Linked DNA regions of Delphinus delphis: region 2 is linked to region 1. A link is a contact called in public Hi-C data. All regions are on one chromosome and are shown on one strand. The core of a region is the stretch at or near the end of the contact, and the rest is flanking DNA. Distances in the headings are between cores, read along the strand shown.

Region 1 (3,640 bases), core at 611-3,110:
GTTTTATACATTTAACAAGTTCTGACTGAGCACCTACTGTGTGCCAGGCACTGTTCTGGGTACCAGGGATGTAACAGTGGACGTAAAAGAGCCAGTCTGAGAATCGTACAAACCAGCCAATGGCACTCACTCAAATACTACTCATTACTCAATTATCCACTCTATGAAGGAACCAAAACTGAATCCAGGAACTTGTATAACAACCACACATCTCCCCTTGCCAACAGCTAAGACCTGTTTGGCACTTAAGGCCTCAGAACTTTACACACACCACCTCATTTACTCTTTGCCGCTAGCCTAGGAGATCAGCATGCCCATTTCACAGATGGGGATGCTGAGGCTCAAGAGGTGGAGGAGGAGAGCTGGCACACGACTCCACGTAGTCACAACCACCCCAGAGCCCACGGCACTTCAGGGACTACTGCCCACCATGAGCCCTGGTCACCCACTACGGGGCAAAGGGAGTGACTGCCCCAGGTGCCACTTCCCTTCAGTTCAAGTCAGTGTCAAGGTTCTGTCAGTTTGCGGGTTTCAGCTAGACTCTGCCCTCCGGACTGGTCTCTTCCTGCAAGGCCACCAAATGAAACAGCAGGGCGGGGCGCTGGGCAAGCCCACATAGAAGAGGAAAAAGCAGAGCTCAGGTTTCAGCCTTTACTCAGGACCAGCAAAGCAAAGGGCAGGGGCCGATGGTACTGTCTTCAGTTTCCCATTTTCCATCCAGGGTGTGGGCTGGGCTGAGGGATGGGAGAAAGGAAGGTCTGCAACCAGCTCAGTGCTCCTATGACCTCCCAGGGCATGACATATGGAGGAGGGGTCTTTCCCTTTTGGACCCCATCCCAAGCACTCCATGTCTGATGTCGCCCCACATAGCAGCCCCCCTGTCCTGAACCCTGTTCTAAATGGAGGGAAAGCTTTAGGTGGTTCTCCCTAGGAACGGGCCCCAGAGTTTTGCGACTCCCTCCAAAAGGCCCCTCCTCACCCTGCCAGGCTTCCTGCCCTTGGAGTGGGGGTGGTGGGTGGTGTCTCTGATCTGAAATTAGGGAATTCTAAGGAAAGAAGTGTTCACAAGGTCCCATGAGGGAGAGGCTGGGAGAATTTACAGAAAAGAGGGGGTTTATGAAATGGGGGGGATTCATTTTAAGGGGAGGGAGTTGAGAGCCACTCTGAAAGGGAAGAGGGGGATGATAGGGTGAGAGATGTTTTCGGGGAGATGGGGGATTGGAGGATTGGGGATTTGGAAGAGTAGGGGTGTCTGTGGGGAGAGGACGACTGGGGTGCACCAGGAGGCGGAGAACTGCCAGCATCTGAAGGACATGTTGGCATGTGAGGTGTCTGGGGAGACAAAAGGGTTGGGAGAGTCTGAGGGAGATGGAGGATATGGGGATGGCTGGGAAGAGATGAAGGATGTGACATGTTCAGGGGAAAGAGGATTTGGGAGCGGGCAGGGATAGGGAAAATTTGGGGTGCTTGGAGAAAAAGGGCATCTTGGGTGCGTGGGGAATTAGGATTTGCGGTGTCTAGTTGAGGGATGGTTGGGGGATGCTCAGGAGAAGAAGGATGCGGGTGCGCTCTGGGTCAGGGCTGCGGGCCAGCTCCCCTCTTCACCCCGGCTCACCGAAGAAGGGCGGCAGGTGGGACACCGCCTCCAAGAAGGGCCCCGTCTCGATCTGCTTGTCCGCGGGCAGGGGCTTCAGCAGGTGCTCCGCCAGCAGCGCCATTTCGGGGTCGAGGCCCTTGGGGATGCCCCAGCCGGCGCCGCGGGCGTCCACACCGCCCCCCGGGCCGCCGCCGTCAGCTCCGGGGCCGTCACTGCCGCCCGCAGCAGGATCAAGGGACGCCAGCGTCGCCACTTCCGCCCGCTCCGCGCCCGCGTAGACGAGCAGTCAGCGCCGCCCGCCGGCCGAGCGCCTAAGCTGCCGGACGCCCCGCCCCGCCCGTCCGCCCGTCCGCCCGCGCCCAATCCTCGCCCACGGCCGCGGACCTCCGCGTCACCATTGGCCGAGGGGCGGGGCTAGCCCGCCCGGCGCGAAAGCGCTCCGACTCGTGGATCCAGGTACGCCCAGGTGAGCCGCTCCCAGGTGACCCGTCCTCGGGTGTGTTACCTGCCGCCCCCGGCGTGGCACACCCCCAACTAGGCGGGCTGGCTTGGGCCGAGTCCTCGCCTGATGGACCAGGTCACAACTCACAACCCATCCACCAGCCCAGGTTACAGCCCAATCCAGCCAGCGTCCCTTAGGACATCTGTTTCCCCGCAAACAGAGCCTGTCTTCCAACAGCCCCCAGTGACGTTTTGGACACTGCTGTGGTCACAGTTCTCTTTGGCTACAACCACTGGGGACGCATAATTCTTCTCCGTGAGTGATCCTATGCCTGTTGGACACTGCTCAAGTCACAAGTTAACTCAGCCATGCCTAACTAGGACTCCTGTTACCTGAAATCTGGGGTCGAGTCTGACTTCAACAGTCTGATATTACCTGATGGATTCAGCCCAGTTTACAATCCAACTCAATCAACACCTGACTGATGCTTGTTTCCTCAAACCTGACCTCAGCCCACTAGCTCAGAGTACACGCCTGTCACAACCTGGAGCACAGCTCACCTCAGCCAAAACCCACCTAGATGCTTGTGTCCCAAAATCTAGCACACAATTGTTGAGAGGTCATTCATTCCAGAATAAATAATTAACTGTGCCCCCACTATGTGCCATGCACTGTGCTAGGCATTGAGGATAAAGTGATGAAAAGTACAGCAAAATATCTGCTCCTGTGAGGCTGACATTCTAGTTGGGGAGACAATACAACCCAACACAATACAATACATTATAACACAATACACAAATAAGACAACTTCAAATACTAAGTGTAAACAAAGAAACTAAAACAAGGTGGAGTGCCAGGGAATGACTGAGGACATGACTGGGATAGGATGTAGAGAGTTAGGGGCAGTGAGTACCTATGAAGTGGTGACATTTGATCCAAGACCTGAGGGAGAAGTAGGAGACAGCCAGAGTGGCTGGGACATGTGCAAAAGCCTTAAGGTGGCAAAAAACTTGGTGTGTGCAAGCAGCCAGGGGGGACGGGGGAGGGAATGGGAGTGGAGCAAGTGCGAGGAAGAGGCAGAGGAGTGGAGGGATAGGAATTGAGCTCAGGGAGGTGAGCAGGGGCTTGTTGGGTTAGGTAGAGTGTGGTATAGTTTGGATTTTATCCTAAGGACAATGAGAAATCACCGGTGTCAGAAAAATAATTGCCAGACCTTATTCAATATTTTCAATTTAATCTTTCAGGGGGCAAATGGGAGAAGAGGCTGTTCCAAACCAAGGACACGACCCACGTACAGTCAGGAAATGAGAGGGTCTGGGGGAGACAAGGCTATCATCACTTTTCACCCATGACCCACACCCTGACATGTCCCATAAAGTCAGCTCACCCACTAATAGCAAGCCCAAGCCATCAACTTTGGCTTGTTCCCACCCCACCCAACTTCACCCCCTCAGGCATCCTAAGATACCATCTCCTTGAAGCCTCCCTCACCAGTCCTCCCAGCACTTTGACCCAGTGCCAGAACCCCACCTACATTTCAGACACTGCCATTAATTCCACAGAAAGATCACAACCCACATGGGGACCTCCAGCCTCAGACA
Region 2 (3,640 bases), core at 326-2,825, 250 kb before region 1:
CTCTTGAAATCTTTCCCCTCCGTTCCTCTTAGTTTTAAGCCCTTTGTGGGCAAGTTCTATGTCTTGCCACACCCGCATCTGCAGAATAGCTGATGTAGTGCATTGCTCAATGCAGACGCTCTATAAATATTGGCTGAAAGAATTTATCGATCACTTTCCATAGTCTCTGCACTGTGCTAAGTGAATTACAGGCATTATCTCCTTGAATTATCCCTGGAATCTTCCCAAGCACTACCTATGATGTTCATTTTTTTTTTTTTTTGCGGTATGCGGGCCTCTCACTGTTGTGGCCTCTCCCATTGCAGAGCACAGGTTCCGGACGTGCAGGCCCAGCGGCCATGGCTCACGGGCCCAGCCTCTCCATGGCATGGGATCTTCCCGGACCGGGGCACGAACCTGCGTTCCCTGCATCGGCAGGCGAACCTTCAACCACTGCGCCACCAGGGAAGCCCGTTCATTTTGTTTTTGAGGAATCTGTAGCTGACGGGATGAGACTCTTCCTCCTAGGTCACCACGGGAAGAAACGGTAGGGCTGGGATTCTTGCCCAAGACTATCGACACCCCAAAACTGTTACCTCTGCTCTACCAAGCCAGGGACTCTTGGAGGGAAAAATCCCTGGGCCATTACCATACTGTAAAGCTTCATGTATACTCCGAAATGGAGAATTGCCAAAACAGGGTTCGAAAACTGGCATTTTCAAATAGCAACACCTTTAATAAAGACGTCAACATTAAAATGTGACATTAAAAGGTTATTCAAAGGTTAAATTACTGGATCTGTGAAATAGATTAATCCATTATTAAGTCAGGGTCTGAGGTCCGGAAACGGGGTGCAAGTTTCAAGGTATATGATGACAGCCATCTTTAGACCGTATTGGTGTATCTCTGTGCCTTAAAGTATAAACTGCTTTGGAGAGAGGTTAATATCCGAATCGAGGCCCCTCCTGATTGTGAGGCCAGGCAAGATGACCCTCTTGGCTCACATGGGATATGCCCTGTCCTGATGGATGCTGGGCTTCGTTTGGACTTGTCTTGCGCCAAGAAACCTTGGTCTCTGGCTTCCACGGAGCCCACGTTGCCACGGTGACGTCACGACTAAAGAGGACGTCACCTGGCGATTGCTGCGGTGACCTCCCAGCGGTTTGACGTAACCACGGCGACAACATAACTCAGGGCAGGTGCCTGAGTTACCCTCCCAGCCAGGTACTCACCTGTCCCCGTCTTCCACGCCCTGGGGGCCGCGGCTCTGGAAACGGGGACACAATAGCTTGCGGGCGCCGAGGCACCCGCGCAAGCCAAGGCGACCTCCCAGGCCCCACACAGCCATGGTCCAAGGATCTGGTAGGGGACTGACCCTGCCAGGCTCCCGTCCAGACCCCGGGGTGACTCCACCTACCTCCGGCCGCACCACCCATCAGCCGCCATCTTCCATTGGTCCGTGGCTCTCTCCCCAGGGCGGGACACTCCCAGAGACTTGTTTCTCATTGGTTTACGGAAGGAGTTGGGCGGGGAAACCCGTGAAGACTTAGTTAGCAACAGCTATTGGCCAACTCTCAAGCCAATTGGTAAAGGGGCTCTCGGCTCGCGCGCTCTGATTGGCTGAGCGAAGGAAGAGGCCTCTTGCCCCCGCCGCCCGCGAGCTTGGGGATGGAGTCCCGGAGCGGCTCGAGCTCGGAAGCAGAACCCCTGTGGCGACAGGTGAGAGGTCGGGGTCCCGGGACAGGGTGGCGCGGAGTCCGAGGCCGAGACCCAGGACGACCCTGGACCGGGCTCCCGGCTTCTCTGGCTTAGTTTCCCCAACTCTGAGAATCCGTCCTGACGAGCCGGCAACCTGGAATCTGACAGACCGGATTTGGAGTTTCGGACAAGCGATAGGCCCCCCCCACTCCGAGCCTGAGTTTCCCCCGCTAAGAAACAGGAATCACTGTAGTATATACTTAGCGCATAGTGCGGTTCTGGTCTCACGCTATTGAGGTAAACCCTTAAATGGATGGTAGTTTTGCATTATTTATAAAAATCTAAAACGCGCACACGTACGCCCAACAAGTCGCTTTCTAGGACTTTGTCTTGTAGAGAGCCTGACTTAAGTGTGCAAAAAAAAAAAAAAAAGTATAACAGCTGTTTTCTGCACCCTGTTTGTAATTGTGAAACGTTAGAAACAGCCTAAATGTCCAGGAAAAGGTTCCTTCCGGTTCATGATTTCATTTAAATTTCTATCTTTAATAGTAGTAATAATAAAAGCTGGAACCAAGAACAGAGCCATTAATAAGTAACTATGAGTATTTGAGTGATTATGGTGTGCGAGACCATAAGTGTTTCCCTTGCATTATTTAGTTTAATCTTCTCAAAACCCATTGAGGTAACTACAGTTATTGTCCCCGTGTAACTTTTGAGGCTTATAGCTATTTGAGTGAGTTAGCTAAGATGATATCATAGCTATTTGAGTGAGTTAGCTAAGATGATAAGGGGAGTGGAAGAGCTGGATTTGAACCCAGATCTATTTGATGTGTCTAGCTGACTGCTACCTTGCACTGCTTTTTTGGGCACATAGCAAATGCTGATGGTAGCTGCCTTTTTTATTATAATGGTGAGCTTGAACTAGGCATTTTCTAAGTTCTGGGGACCTTCCATCCTCTTTCTGGCTTTCCTTTTCAGGACTCCCAGGAGCCATGTTGTCAGAAGTCCTGCTAGTGTCTGCTCCAGGGAAAGTCATCCTTCATGGAGAGCATGCCGTGGTCCATGGCAAGGTACAAGGCCCCCTGAGCCTCTGAGGATTAGGAACTGCTTCTCCCTGATGCTAACCTTAAAAGAAGCTGAAAGGAAGCCTTGAGGCATAGCTTGGGAGTACATCAGAGAGGAGGTCAGTTTCTCCCCAGCTGGGCAAAGAAAAGACAGGTCTTAGGCCCTCTGAAGGGCTTCTCTGGCCCACCCAGTAAGAGAGCAAAAAGATGACATGGAAAGCCCCGTGGGTGGAATGAGGCCACTTAGGAAGTGAGCTTCGGTGGAGAAGTGTTTTAAGGACTAAACTCTGGGGAAAACGAGTAGGATTCTGCAAAGGAGCCTGAGACATGCATTGTCTCATTTACCTCTTACAACTACCCTCTGATGTTAAACTTTTATTATCCTATTTTGCAGACGTGGAAGCTGGGACTTAGGAGGGGATTGGTAACTTGATCAAGGTCCCGTACACCTCGGTAGAGCTAGGAGTGAACCTAAGTTTGCTTGAACCCAAAGCCATGCTTTTTCCACTCTTTCAAGCTGTCGTTTTTCATATTTTTAACTTATATTTATCTTTGAAAGCATGGTGATTATGGGGAAGCCATTCCTTGGTGTTGAGAACGTGTGAAGTTTTACGTGGGGAGGGCAAATATAAGTAGGTATTAACTCCTGATTGATTGGTAGTGGCTGTGCCTAGGCGCGTGGGAGAGGGTGCGAAGGTTGATTAGCAGTGTCTGCCAAGGGCATAGGTGAGAGTAGCCTGTGTGCTTGTATTTGCCCTCTCTTCTCCGCTCATTGACAAGGGCCCCTTTTTCCTAAGACAGGAGCCATGCTTGTTGCCAACCACCCTCAGGCTAACTGCTTGTGCCCTTCATTCTATAGGTAGCACTGGCTGTGGCCTTGAACTTGAGAACATTCCTCC

The links. Hi-C and Micro-C count contacts between places; a contact is called where the count stands out from the background.
Region 2: a Hi-C map of lung shows a contact between it and region 1, with 4 times the contacts expected there. The contact joins the promoter of MVK here to the promoter of GLTP in region 1. A contact is called at or near these places in 2 of 3 Hi-C or Micro-C datasets (lung and muscle).

What each region holds. Positions count from the first base shown.
Region 1 is chr13:17,141,620-17,145,259 of mDelDel1.2, reverse strand. It overlaps GLTP (glycolipid transfer protein), which reads right to left and starts at 1,860. Exons shown (of 5, transcript XM_060029401.1): 1 at 1,616-1,860. The coding sequence starts at 1,718.
Region 2 is chr13:17,389,599-17,393,238 of mDelDel1.2, reverse strand. MVK (mevalonate kinase) reads left to right here and starts at 1,575. Exons shown (of 12, transcript XM_060028220.1): 1 at 1,575-1,698; 2 at 2,656-2,747; 3 at 3,601-3,640. The coding sequence starts at 2,670. MMAB (metabolism of cobalamin associated B) reads right to left here and starts at 1,363. Exons shown (of 9, transcript XM_060028222.1): 1 at 1,212-1,363. The coding sequence starts at 1,327.